Regions from separate parts of the Mus musculus genome. Here region 2 is linked to region 1. Evidence: chromatin contacts called from public Hi-C data. All regions are on one chromosome and are shown on one strand. Each heading gives the region's core, a stretch centred on a gene start, on an enhancer-like site or on the middle of the called end of the contact. The rest is flanking DNA. Distances are from core to core; before and after follow the strand shown.

Evidence for each region. Hi-C and Micro-C count contacts between places; a contact is called where the count stands out from the background.
Region 2: a contact with region 1 is called in a Hi-C map of adipose-derived mesenchymal stem cells, with 4 times the contacts expected there. The contact joins two enhancer-like sites. A contact is called at or near these places in 2 of 484 Hi-C or Micro-C datasets (adipose-derived mesenchymal stem cells and uterus) and 1 of 115 datasets of contacts at active chromatin or transcription factors (fibro-adipogenic progenitors).

The regions. Positions count from the first base shown.
Region 1 is chr2:45,774,019-45,780,702 of GRCm38.p6, reverse strand. No RefSeq gene overlaps it. Among named protein-coding and RNA genes, the nearest start is that of 1700019E08Rik, 81 kb to the right of the region's middle. Within about 2 kb of position 3,497, at least 72 of the 459 cell types and tissues checked have an H3K27ac peak or open chromatin away from gene starts, as enhancers often do. A contact at or near this core is called in adipose-derived mesenchymal stem cells, where this site is marked.
Region 2 is chr2:46,228,056-46,234,739 of GRCm38.p6, reverse strand. No RefSeq gene overlaps it. Among named protein-coding and RNA genes, the nearest start is that of Gm13470, 210 kb to the left of the region's middle. Within about 2 kb of position 3,464, at least 24 of the 459 cell types and tissues checked have an H3K27ac peak or open chromatin away from gene starts, as enhancers often do. A contact at or near this core is called in adipose-derived mesenchymal stem cells, where this site is marked.

The sequences.
Region 1 (6,684 bases), core at 2,248-4,747:
GCCCAAAGTCACGTGACAAAAAGAAACTTCTGAAAATATATGCGAAAATACTTCTTCTCTTTAATTTCTTCTCTCAACTATTCATCACAGCTATAGGAAGCTACCCATCACAGCTGCTCTCCTTATGGAACGCAAAATGAAAGAGAAAAAGAGAAAGAGGGGTGTGTGTGTGTGTGTGTGTGTGTGTGTGTGTGTGTGGGAGACCCCCAAGAGCCCCCTAGCTTCAACTAAGTCTCATCTTTTTTTGGACTTGTGTTAGCATGAGATTAGTCCCTCATGCTGTACAAACTTTCCAAAGTGCATTTATAATTATCACTTGGTTGTAACTCAGCCCTCAATACCATGATTCTTTAGGAAGCTTTCTGATTACCCACCAGTTTAGGTGGATGTAGCCTATCCCACACATTTATTGATCTTTACAATTTTCTTAATTGTTCAAATTGTACTGTATAAATATTTATAGCTAAGCTTATCTGATGGCAGTGCATGTGGGAACTTCGAACAGTCTAATAGCTACAGATATTATTAGAAGTTGATTCACAACATTGAGTTTCAATAAAATTATTATAAGTTCCTTTTAATTTCATAGTCATAGTAACTATAATAGCAGTACATATATTCTTTTAACAATATTTTAGAACTATTTCTTTTATTTTATGTACCTGAGTGTCTATGCTATTTGCGTATACCACACACCTGGCAGATGTCCATTGTGGTAGTTTGAATGGGGATGGCCTTCATAAGCTCCATATGCTTACTTCCCAGTCAATTAACTATTTAGGAAGAATTAGGGATATGGCACGGTTGGAAGAGGTGTGGTACTGAAGGAAGTATAAGACCAGAGGGTGACTTAAGCTTTAAAAGCTCATGCCTAGCCCAGTATTTCTCTGCCTGCTACCTGTGGATCAGGGCATAATCTCTTAGATGTGCTCCAGCACCTTGCCTTTCTCCTTTCCACTATGATGGCCATGGACTTACCCTTTAAGACTGTGCTCAAGCCCCCAATTAAATGCTTCCTTTTACGAGAGTTATCTTGTTCATACTGTATCTTCACAATAATACAACAGTAACCAAGACACCATGAAGGTCAGAAAAGGGTGTCAAACCTGGAGCTAGTCTTAAGTGTGGGTGTGAACCACCACATGAGTGGTGGTAAAATCTTATATGGTAAAATCATAGTAGTAGGTGCTCTTCACCAAAGAGATATCTCTCCAGCCCCATATATTCTCACTAATCAGTTTGGCTTGCACTTACAGTAAATGAAAACAACAATTCGACATTAGGCAATGTTTTTCTGAGTTTGTCAATAATGACAAATATTTATTTTATGTGTGCATGTGATATATGATTTATACACACATGCAAGTGTTAGTGCCCACACGCCTGTAGTCATGCGAAGGTGAGAGGTACCCTACTCTATTACCTGTGACTATTTCATTTGATACAGGATCTCTGAACAGGAAACTAGAATAACAGGCATCAAGACAGAGAAATACCCTTTATTCTTACAACAGTACTAGAGTAGAGGTGTCTATGGTCATACCTACATCTGATTTCTTATATGATGCCTGGGGATTTGAACTCAGCTCATCATGCCTGTCCAGCAAGTGATCTCACACTTTGAGTCATCTCCCCAGCCCCATGAGAAATATTTCTAATTAAAAGTAAAGTGTATTTGTAGTGCCAAATAACCTGATACTGTTTCTCCAGCTTTGTAAAGATGTACAAGAGAAACGTTTTACAATTGAATATAGGCTTGATTCTGAATTCAATATTTTTGAGAAAGGTCATGAGGTGAGATCTAAATCATAAGTGGCTTTCTGGAGTTCCATTAAGGCAGAAGAGTCTTCTTGGCCAATTTTAAGGAAAAAAAAAAAAAAAAACCTGTTTTTGTTTCAAAACAAAACGTGTTTTGTTTTTTGTTTTTGTTTTTTTACCTTTGTATTCTTGAAATGAATTTACACACTTTACAATACTGCTTTGGAGTCTGGATAAAATAAATGGCAAACTACTAGGTTAAGAGCAATGTCGTTTACTCAAAGTCAAAGATCACATGTGTGTTTTCATTGTTTTCAGCCTCTCCATTCACAGTTAGGGAGTTTGAAGCAGCAAATGGTTCCTTACCTTCAATTCACACCTGCCATTTGAGCTTGCCGTTGTAGTTACAAATTATTCCTGAGACTGAAAATTACACCTAGAAAAGAAGTAGAAACCATCTATAGCCTCTATAATACCGTCTTTCAGGCACCGATTCAAAGCTTGAGGTCAATGAAAGTTTAAAATCTTTCTAAATTTTTAAATTATATTGAATGGGCCACCTGCTGCCCCATTTAGGCACCGGCCAGTGAAAGATGCTCAGAGTCCAAGCGCCACTAGATAAGCAAGTGGTAACGAGATGGGGGAGAAAGAAGCAGAGTAGACCGTGTACTACTATGAAGAGACAGAACTCGAGACTCACAGCAGTGAGGGACAGCCTTATAAGAGAGGCCTGTGTTGCCACTTGAGGCCAGGGTGATGACCGGTCCCTTCTGCAGCAAAGGACCATGTCTGGGTCTCTAGCTCTGGTGTAGGTGTTTACGTGTCTGTGGTCGATGTTATCACCAAAGACCATGAAGACATATGTCCTCTGAGCTGCCGCCTGAAGCCATGTTGATGTCCCAGGGCCTTTCTGAGCTGGCCCTACTCCTTGATTGCTATAGCACACAGGAAAGCCCTTCTGCCTGAGCAGCACCGAAGAGCTAGCCCTGATGGCATAAGCGTGGAAGAGCTGGCGAGTTTAGGAGAGCTGGCGCTGGTGGTATGGCCACCAGAGAGAGGGGGTAGGTTGGCAAACTCATTTACTAGCCAGGCCCAAATCTAGGGCTCCAACATCTACTGCCGGATCTATGTGCTACTGGAGAGCGTGAAGGCAGAACCAAACCTGCAGGATCTCCATGACACAGGGCAACAAGATATATGAGAGAAGTCCTGGTGAGGATCAACCTGTATTGATGGTGCAGCCAGAGGCCTCGAACCAGACCAATGACTCATTGTAATGAGCATTAGCAAGTAAAGCTGTTTGGGCGAAGGGGTGTGGCACACTGTGACTCACGGCAGATTCCATGGCAAAACTTTGCTTTGTTTTGTTTTGTTTTCTTCCCCATGGGAAGGACGAAGGGGGGGGTGATATTGCAAAGGTGGAGGGTGGATATAGAAGGCCTGGGAAATGAGTGGCATTTGGGTGCACGATGTGAAATTCATAAAGAATCAATAATAGTTATGAGACTAAAACACCAAAATATTGTTATTTTAAAGTATATGCGTGTGTAGGAACGTATGTGCTCCAGTGTGTATGTACTCGCACGCGTTGTGTATGTGTCCATGGGGGACAAAAGTGTAAGGGTTTAGGGTTCTCTGAAGTTCTATTTAAAACTGACTGAGTCACCAGATGTGGACACTGGGAACCCAGTTTCAGTCTTCAGTGTGGTACATGCTCTTAATCAATGAGAGAGCTCTTAAGACAGCCCAGTTCTTGACTTCTCATCCTGACTCATCTTTTAGCTCCCACAATAAAGGTTACAGAGCACAATGCACGCAAATTCTAAAAAGGACACTTTGCTTTAGAGATGCAGAAGGTTGGCAAGGCCTGCCACATTCCCACAGCTTCTGTCATTCAGGTGAACCTCAGAAACTCAATGACAACACTCCCTGATTTGGGCAAGCCTGCAGAGGGCAGGATTCCAGCTGGCTGGGATCTCCGACTGGAGGCAACACGGGGACGGACCCGCCTTTGTGAAATGAAACGGGTTGCAAGGGAACAAAGTGACGCAGATTCCTGTGTTCAATGACCGTATGGTTTTCATTATCTTGTTCTCAAGGAAGAATTCATCCAAAGAACAACCAAATGAAAGCAATGTGTACTCTGTGTCAACCCATCCTTGGATGAATGTGCCACATTTGCTCCATTATCTTGGCGGTGATTGTCTAAAGGTGGAGACGCGGGGCGGTAAAGACAAAGCAAAAACACCGAGGAGCAATGGTGGTGGGGGTAAGAGGAAAGAAACACTCTGGTGTCTTATTATGTAGCTTCCCACACTCAACAAAGCTGTAATTCATCCTGCAGGTGCAAACACTGCTGGCTTGCTCACAGGCTCTTGACGGATGGGCCGGATGCGTGATTCTTACCCCAGATGCTCTTTGGAACAGCAGCTATGAGATAGGCGACTATGTGCACCTGAATCAGCACATTCACTGAAGGGTTTTATCTCATTCCTGATTTCACAAACAGTTCTGTACATAGGGCAACAAGCATTTGGCAAAAGGCTGTTATCTTTCTTTTAATGCAGAAAAATGATCAATCTACACATCTCTAGAGTCATTTCTTTATGGTTGTCTCTGAGGTAACCCTGGTATTAATGCCCTGATTACCCAGAGGCACATTAGTGAACCATTATCAGACTACAGGGAAATATTATATTCTCTTGTGATTCCTACATGATTTTCAAGAATTTGGCATTTTCTACAATAAACTAGGGGGTTCAAGCCATTTGAATTGATAGGCTATTCAAAATAACAAAGGCCATGTGACCTGAAGCTCCCCACTCCTGCTCATTAACTGCCACCAGCTTTAAGGATTTTAAGATTTGAAAGAAAACCAAGTCTTTCAGGTTGAAGTTTCACTGACTCTTGGCAAAATCTAACTTCCTGGTTAAAAGGAAAAAAAAAAGTTTATGAAAAAGCTCACAAGGGTTCTTAGACATCAAATGGGTCTTACGAAACCACATTTTGATGAGCTAAGTGTAAATGAATCAGAAACACATGGATTAAATTTCCCTTGAAATACACATGGGCTTGGAAATTAAGGAAAAAGTGTTTAGCCAAATGTGTTTTGGGTTTTCGTGAACTGAAAACATTTGAAAAAAAAAGTTGAAGTATTTGCTAAATTCTAATATGCTGTTGTGTTTGCTCAACCTTTCTCCAAATCAATTAAGTTTCCACGAGGCTCCCTCCGTTCCCTTGTGGTTTGTCTTGTCACCTCTGTCCTGACACTTTATAGGCCAAACTAAATTTCCATTAAAAAAAAATAGTGTGTTGCTCATCTACTTAAAAATGAGGTAGCTATTAAAACACACGGAGAGTCAGAGACATTAAGGCGTGGAAAGCACCCATTAGGTCACGCATTCTGTCCTAAGGGTTGGAGCACAGGCACTCACAAGTCTCTGGTGCTTTCTCCACCACAGTTTTAAATATCTCAAATGACAGGACTTCTCCTTATCCCTTGGGAGAATATTGTGCATCCTAATAGATTTTACCATTAGGAACTGTGATGCAGTATGCGAGGGGGCGTACTGGGAAGGCAGGATGGGTACTTAACCCTTTCACCACTCTGTTACCTGCCCTGTGCCCTGAGATTTGCAGCAGTGTTCTGGTGCTAATGAATGAAGACGATACAGAGTTTTCATTAAAACCAGGCAAGCAAGCAAGCAAACAAACAAAATGGTCCTTGCCTATAGAAAGATTTACTATACATTGCGTTGCCACACAAATTTCTACAGTGAGCCTCCATCTTACAATAGAGCTAGGACATGCTAAGTATCCACTCTCTTGGTTTTATCTGCCCTGTTACTTGAAAAATTCACAATACTGGAAATCTTAGGATGTTTTCCTGAACAGGAAATGCTGTCTAACTGACACTAGCCAACTCCTAAAAACACAGGGTACCTGTTCACATCTTTTATTTTGTATCTTTTATTTTGTATTTTCTCCCAAAACACCCTTGCTCAGCCTCCAATGTCTTTTCCTTAACTAGCAAGCAAAAGCATTTGCCTTTTTTTTTTTTTTTTTTTTTTTTCTGCTCAGGTAAGTAGACTGTAAGGATACATCTATCTGTCTTTCTAGACAGACAGAAAAGCCTAGCTTTCAATATAACTAACACATTTTCAAAGGTCTTCTGGCAGAGTTTACATGAATTTGCTCTCATTCTTGTTCTACTTACAAATGAGGTCTAAGGCACATAATGACTTACATGGCCTGTCATACTGCTACTACGCTGACCTTTTCAAGATTCTGCATTGTGAGCAGCTGACAGGCATTACCTCTTCCAAGCCAGTTATTTCAACCTATAAAATGGAGCCAATGAAGTGGTAGAGGATCTAGGATTGGGAATGGGAAAACAGCACTCTGTTTCTGGTTTCTCTTTCTGTGCTCTCTTACCGGTTTGTTAGGTTTGCATGATTCTACAAACCGAGGTTTTGTTTGTTTGTTTCTATGTGAGAATTTTTCTGTTTCAGGCAGTCTCCTATGTTAACCTGTTCCTCTGTCCTACTCACTTCAATGTCTGTATGAAAACTTAGTCCCTTGTTGAGCTGGGAAGTTCTGAAGTTGGCATAGAAACTCCATTCTCTCTCTCTCTCTCTCTCTCTCTCTCTCTCTCTCTCTCTCTCTCTCTCTCTCTCTCCCTCTCCCTCTCTACCTCTCTCCTTCCCCCTTTCCCTCTCCCTCTCCCCCTCCCCCACCCTCTCCCTCTTTCTCTCTCTCTCTCTGAAAGTAGAAGGAAAGTAGAAATTGAATACATAAATAAATTTCAATATTCCACCTCCAAACGTACCCACTTGAAGCAACTCCCTGAAAGATATTTATAATAATATTTAAAGGTGAAAACTTACCTTTTTAACACTACATCCCTTTCCTCATGATGCTTGTTCC
Region 2 (6,684 bases), core at 2,215-4,714, 450 kb before region 1:
CTCAGAGATTACTATCTAGAGCTCAAAGTGTTTACTCAAATGTTCTATGCAATTGCCTTGTGAAAGAGACAATAAAGAAGAGGAAAAAGAAAGGAAGGAAAGACAAAATACTATGCTTTTCTTTCAGGGTTATTAGCACCTAGAACATCTGTTTTTCAAATATATAAAAAAGGCTTTCACAAATATCCTTTTTTTGTACAATGAAATTATCTAAACTTATCTCTTTTTTCCATTTTTATTAGGTATTTAGCTCATTTACATTTCCAATGCTATACCAAAAGTCCCCCATACCCACCCACCCCCACTCCCCTACCCACCCACTCCCCCTTTTTGGCCCTGGCGTTCCCCTGTACTGGGGCATATAAAGTTTGCGTGTCCAATGGGCCTCTCTTTCCAGTGATGGCCGACTAGGCCATCTTTTGATACATATGCAGCTAGAGTCAAGAGCTCCGGGGTACTGGTTAGTTCATAATGTTGTTCCACCTATAGGGTTGCAGATCCCTTTAGCTCCTTGGGTTCTTTCTCTAGCTCCTCCATTGGGAGCCCTGTGATCCATCCATTAGCTGACTGTGAGCATCCACTTCTGTGTTTGCTAGGCCCCGGCATAGTCTCACAAGAGACAGCTACATCTGGGTCCTTTCAATAAAATCTTGCTAGTGTATGCAATGGTGTCAGCGTTTGGATGCTGATTATGGGGTGGATCCCTGGATATGGCAGTCTCTACATGGTCCATCCTTTCATCTCAGCGCCAAACTTTGTCTCTGTAACTCCTTCCATGGGTGTTTTGTTCCCAATTCTAAGGAGGGGCATAGTGTCCACACTTCAGTCTTCATTCTTCTTGAGTTTCATGTGTTTAGCAAATTGTATCTTATATCTTGGGTATCCTAGGTTTGGGGCTAATATCCACTTATCAGTGAGTACATATTGTGTGAGTTCCTTTGTGAATGTGTTACCTCACTTAGAATGATGCCCTCCAGGTCCATCCATTTGGCTAGGAATTTCATAAATTCATTCTTTTTAATAGCTGAGTAGTACTCCATTGTGTAGATGTACCACATTTTCTGTATCCATTCCTCTGTTGAGGGGCATCTGGGTTCTTTCCAGCTTCTGGCTATTATAAATAAGGCTGCTATGAACATAGTGGGCAGGTGTCCTTCTTACCCGTTGGGGTATCTTCTGGATATATGCCCAGGAGAGGTATTGCTGGATCCTCCGGTAGTACTATGTCCAATTTTCTGAGGAACCACCAGACTGATTTCCAGAGTGGTTGTACAAGCCTGCAATTCCACCAACAATGGAGGAGTGTTCCTCTTTCTCCACATCCACGCCAGCATCTGCTGTCACCTGAATTTTTGATCTTAGCCATTCTGACTGGTGTGAGGTGGAATCTCAGGTGAGAATTCTTTGTTCAGTTCTGAGCCCCATTTTTTAATGGAGTTATTTGATTTTCTGAAGTCCACCTTCTTGAGTTCTTTATATATATGGGATATTAGTCCCCTATCTGATTTAGGATAGGTAAAGATCCTTTCCCAATCTGTTGGTGGTCTTTTTGTCTTACTGATGGTGTCTTTTGCCTTGCAGAAACTTTGGAGTTTCATTAGGTCCCATTTGTCAATTCTCGATCTTACAGTACAAGCCATTGCTGTTCTGTTCGGGAATTTTTCCCCTGTGCCCATATCTTCAAGGCTTTTCCCCACTTTCTCCTCTATAAGTTTCAGTGTCTGTGGTTTTATGTGAAGTTCCTTGATCCACTTAGATTTGACCTTAGTACAAGGAGATAAGTATGGATCGATTCGCATTCTTCTACATGATAACAACCAGTTGTGCCAGCACCAATTGTTGAAAATGCTGTCTTTCTTCCACTGGATGGTTTTAGCTCCCTTGTCGAAGATCTAAACTTATCTCATAATAGTTTTGATAATAGTTTTGATAATAGTTTTGATAATAGTTTTTTGACTACAATAAATGTTGAAAGCTTGTCATATTACTATTATTAGACAAAAGTAAATAAAATTAGAATCAGGGGTATTATGTATAAATTAACATTTATGCTATTGTTTCCTATTCGTAATTTTTATTCTCCAAGTCAGAAGACTTTAGTCATAAAGTTCACAAAAATTCCCTGTTATATCTTAATTTAGAGACATGAGATACAAAGTTGAACTGAAAGAGATTTTAATAACAAGGAAGAGGACCATGCTATAGAGTTAACTGAATATCTTTACAGAGAAAGATTAAATGTGATATTTAAATATAAAGAAAAGCAAAAGTAATGTAAGAAGTCCTTAAAACAGATACCTTACCTAACCGAATAAAGTGAAGTAAACACACCCTGGCAGGAAAATAGCTCAAGAGTCTCCTTGAAGATCTTTGGATCAAACTATGCTTTTCTGAGTTTTCAATTTTAAGTTTTGTCCTTTTGCTTTATGATCCTAAATCATAACCCTTAGACAAAAAGAATGTTTATATCTATTCAGAAAAAAAAAAACAGAGAGAATTCTTCAAGAACCCAGTTCAAGAGTGTTTATTTAAATTATCATCAGCCTCCTCTCAAATACCAGTGATGACTTCCTTACAGTGCTCTTACAAATGAGTGATTCTCAAACACATGGCCTTCAGACCACCAGAACCATAGTTAACGAGACTACCTGCAGATTCTCAATGTTCCGCTGTAAACTAGTAGGAGAGATCTTGTGGTATTTGCCCTGAGAACACATGATTTCATCAATCACATCGACAATTTAATGCAGAGTGAGCAATGTTTGAGACCCTCAGCTAAACAGGCATGTTATTGCCAGCGCATGTCTCCAAACCTTATGTACGGCTGGCTCCTTGCACTGAAGCAACTCCATGAAGCATCCGCTGGTGACTAGAAGGCATCTGGCTGGGGAGAAATGATCCTAAAAAACTGAACAAAGAGGACAAAAATTGTGAATAGGAAGATATCATAAAAAAGTATAAAAGGTTAATATTTTTCATATATTGACTCTAAAACGCCACAGCTCACAATTGCAGGGCCATTATTTTCTGTGGACTGGAGATTAGTTAAATATTTTGTGATAACAGTCCATAATGTGATAATGACTGTGAGCAATGAGTTTTATGAAAAAGTACCTGAAACAATAAATGAAGGTCAGATCTGTATTCTAATTAAACTATATTTTTGATACTGGAATTTGATTTCCATTTAAGAAATTATTATTAGTTAGACATTTTAAAAATCACTTAAAATGTAAAAAAAAAAATCACACTTAATTCCCATAGTTACACCAAGGTATGCAGTGGGCATGATTTCACACTGTAGCTTCCCAATGACTGTCATAAAGTTACTGCTTTGAAAATGTAAATTTGCCTAAAGAGTATCATCAAAAAAACACATTGCTGGGGCTTCCTAGAAGTGCTTCTGGTACTGAAATTCAGGGAGAGATTCCAATGAGTCATGATTTCTCAAGAATTCAAGATGGGGTTAGTGTGCACCAATACCAGATATTATTAATAATAAGCTTGTTCATTTCTGACTACTGCTCATCTCAAGTTGGAGAGGAAAAGGACAATGGATATAAGAAAATTAGATTTACAAGGAGAGCCTGTGGAGAACCTGGCTTCGACTTAGTTATTAGCAGCACACGAGGAGACATGGAGGATTCTTGACTTCAGAGACCTGGGAGGGGAAGAGAATAACAAAAGAACAGGGTGGAGAACCTGTTTCTATGACACTGCTTACAGGTCAGCCTGATTCATGCTGATTTTAGAGCCATCTCATTGAAGAGCTGAAATTGTTCCATATGAATCATCTTTTCTGAATTCCAATTCATTATGGTTGTGTTTATTTTTAAAGAATATGATGACTGTATGGTCAAGTAGCTGTTTTACAGTTCAAGCCAACTGAAAGCAAAATCTTGATAAATGCCAGGACCTTACTTTTAAGACCTTTTCTGCTTTGTGCTAGTGTGAAAGTAAGGGGTTTTCCTTCAGGGGTCTTGAGCCTATTCAAGAGATCATGGATCAAAAGTCACATAGTAGAAGTGTCTCCCATGCCCTTGTGCCTCCATTTTTTACATCTTTGGGACCTATCTTTGTCCGATATCTTATCTTCCATCCTCCCTCTCTGCATCAGCAGCATTTTCATTCTTTGTCACATTTGTTCACTCCTGAATTTTTTTCAAATATAGACAGTTGTAAAAGGTAATTTTCCCAAACATATTTTCCCCTTAGGTATACACTTTTATTAATTCCTAAAAAAGCCAGGTATAGAAGTGAAGACTTACCCAATGTGTCATTATCAAATTGGCTAGATTTGAAAATATCCTCGAGACATTCCTCTGGATATGTCTAGATTATCTGGGATAACATTTGCAGAGAAATTTGACTGAGATAGAAGAGATCTCCTGAATTTCAGTATTACTTTTATGGTTTTACTTTAAAAGTATTACATAATTTAGTTTCATGTTAATCACTCATTTCACTTGTAGGTGATATATATTAAGAAATATTTCATGAGGAAAATTGAAAGTCAAAAGCTACAACCAACACTGAGCTATCAAATGCTAAGGATCAAAGATTGCTTCCCAGACTCTTTCTCCTTCAGGCTATGCTACATACAGTCCATTTGCCACATCATCACTGTCTTTACTTATGTATCACTTACACACAATTCCTGTTTTGAGTGTTCATTAGTGTAAAAACTCTCAGACTGCTGTTTTTCTGTTAAATACCTTCCTTTAAATGTTTTACATAGCTTCAAACATTCTATATTTTTCTACATTTTTACATTAATTATTAAGAATCAATATTTCCCCATTGTTCACATTTCCTTCTATTCTCCAATGAAAGGAATGAAGGTTAAGGTCAAAAGGAAGAGTAATTCGTCTTTCCTGGTGGTGGAGTTTTTCAAAATATAAGAACTGTACAGATTTGCAGTGACTTTTCTCTTTAATATTGTGATATAATGCTCTTTTCTGCCCAATTTCAATCTCAGATACCCATCAGTTCTATGTTCATCTTTATGGTTGATAGGGTTAAGCCTCTTTCCAATATCTGCTTCTGGCTCTCTTTACTGTAGGACAATGGGGAAGATTGTTGTTGTTGTTGTTGTTGTTGTTGTTGTTGTTGTTTTTAGTGAGATTGAAACACATTAGGGAGTGTAAGGATTAATCTAATGAATTAATTAGATTTGCAGAATCTGTTCATCTTCTGAAGATAATGAATGTTTGTATTTGGTGAATATGGAGAAATCAGAACCACAAAAGGACTAGTGACTAGATGATGTAAAGTAAGGCTGAGGAAAACCTAACACAAGCTAAGTAATCTACGCGGGCTTCTCTGCTTCACATATTTATCTTAACACATATTTCTGTCAGTGGTAGTACTTTACCTGGTTAAATGAATCCAAGTTTTCCTCATAACTTCTTTCTTTGATCATATTTCTCATTCCTCCCATATTTTGACTATTCACATTTATTCCATTGGACAGCAAAGCCCACCAATTATTGTTTCAAAACAATTTGCATTTATTTTCGGTCCTCTATATAAAAGACCTTCAGGTTAGTCCAGTCTTGCTTATCATTATTGGAAAAGCCTCACCAGTGACTTCCATGCTCCAGTCAAGATATGTACAGATAATAGCCTCACCTTCACACCAGAATTCTTATCTCTTTGGCATAAATAAAACATTCTATATTTTTCTCTTGGATCTGAAATATACCTGTGGAATATTTTTCAGTATAATATTCCTTTCAAGAAATTAGGATTGATAATTTTATTTGAATAACTGGAAAAGTTATGTTGCCTTAGGAGTAGAGTACATAGAAACTTAAAGAAGGACTATTCAGTCTTAGTAAAATAAAATTACAAGAGACCTAGAGAGACAGCATTGTCTTCACTGTAAAGGTTAGCTTGTGTTCCAGTGTCATAGATGTGGAAACTGAAGCTTGGAATACAGTGCTTGAAAACTAATACAAAGAGAGAGTATGGTTGCTGGGTTTTGCTGGTTCAACACATGAATTTCCAGAATATAGTAAATTGTCCAAGAAGAATTTTCAAGAAGAAACTTCCCATACACACATACACCAGGCCTCCTCACTCCCTGGGACCTCAAGTCTCTCCAGGGTTAGGCATATCTCACAATGAGGACAAACCAGGCAGTCCTCTACTATATATGTGTCAGGGCCTCAGACTAGCTCATGTATATTGCCTAGTTGGTGGCTTAGTGTCTGAGAGATCTTAGGGTTCTGGGTTAGTTGAGGCTGCACATCTTCCTATGTGGTCACCCTCCTCTTCAGCTTCTTCCAGGCTTTCCCAAATTCAACCACAAGGATCCCCGACTTAGTCCAATAGTTGGGTGTTAGTATCTGTGTTCGTCGCAGTCAGCTGATTATTGGGCCTCTCAGAAGACAGCCATGCTGGGCTCTTATCAGTAAGGACACTATACCATCAGACATAGTATCAGGCCATGAAGCCTCCCCTTGAGATGGATCCCAAGTTGGGCCAGTCACTGGACAGCCTTTCCCTCAGTCTCTTCTCCATTTTTGTTCTTGAAGTTCTTTTAGACAGGAACAATTCTGGGTCAGAATTTTTGACTTTTGGATGACAACTCCATCCCTCTACTTGTCCTGTCTTTTGGAAAGTAGACCTCTCCCCACTGTTGGACATTTCATCTTTGAGTCCTAAAGGACTCTCACCTCC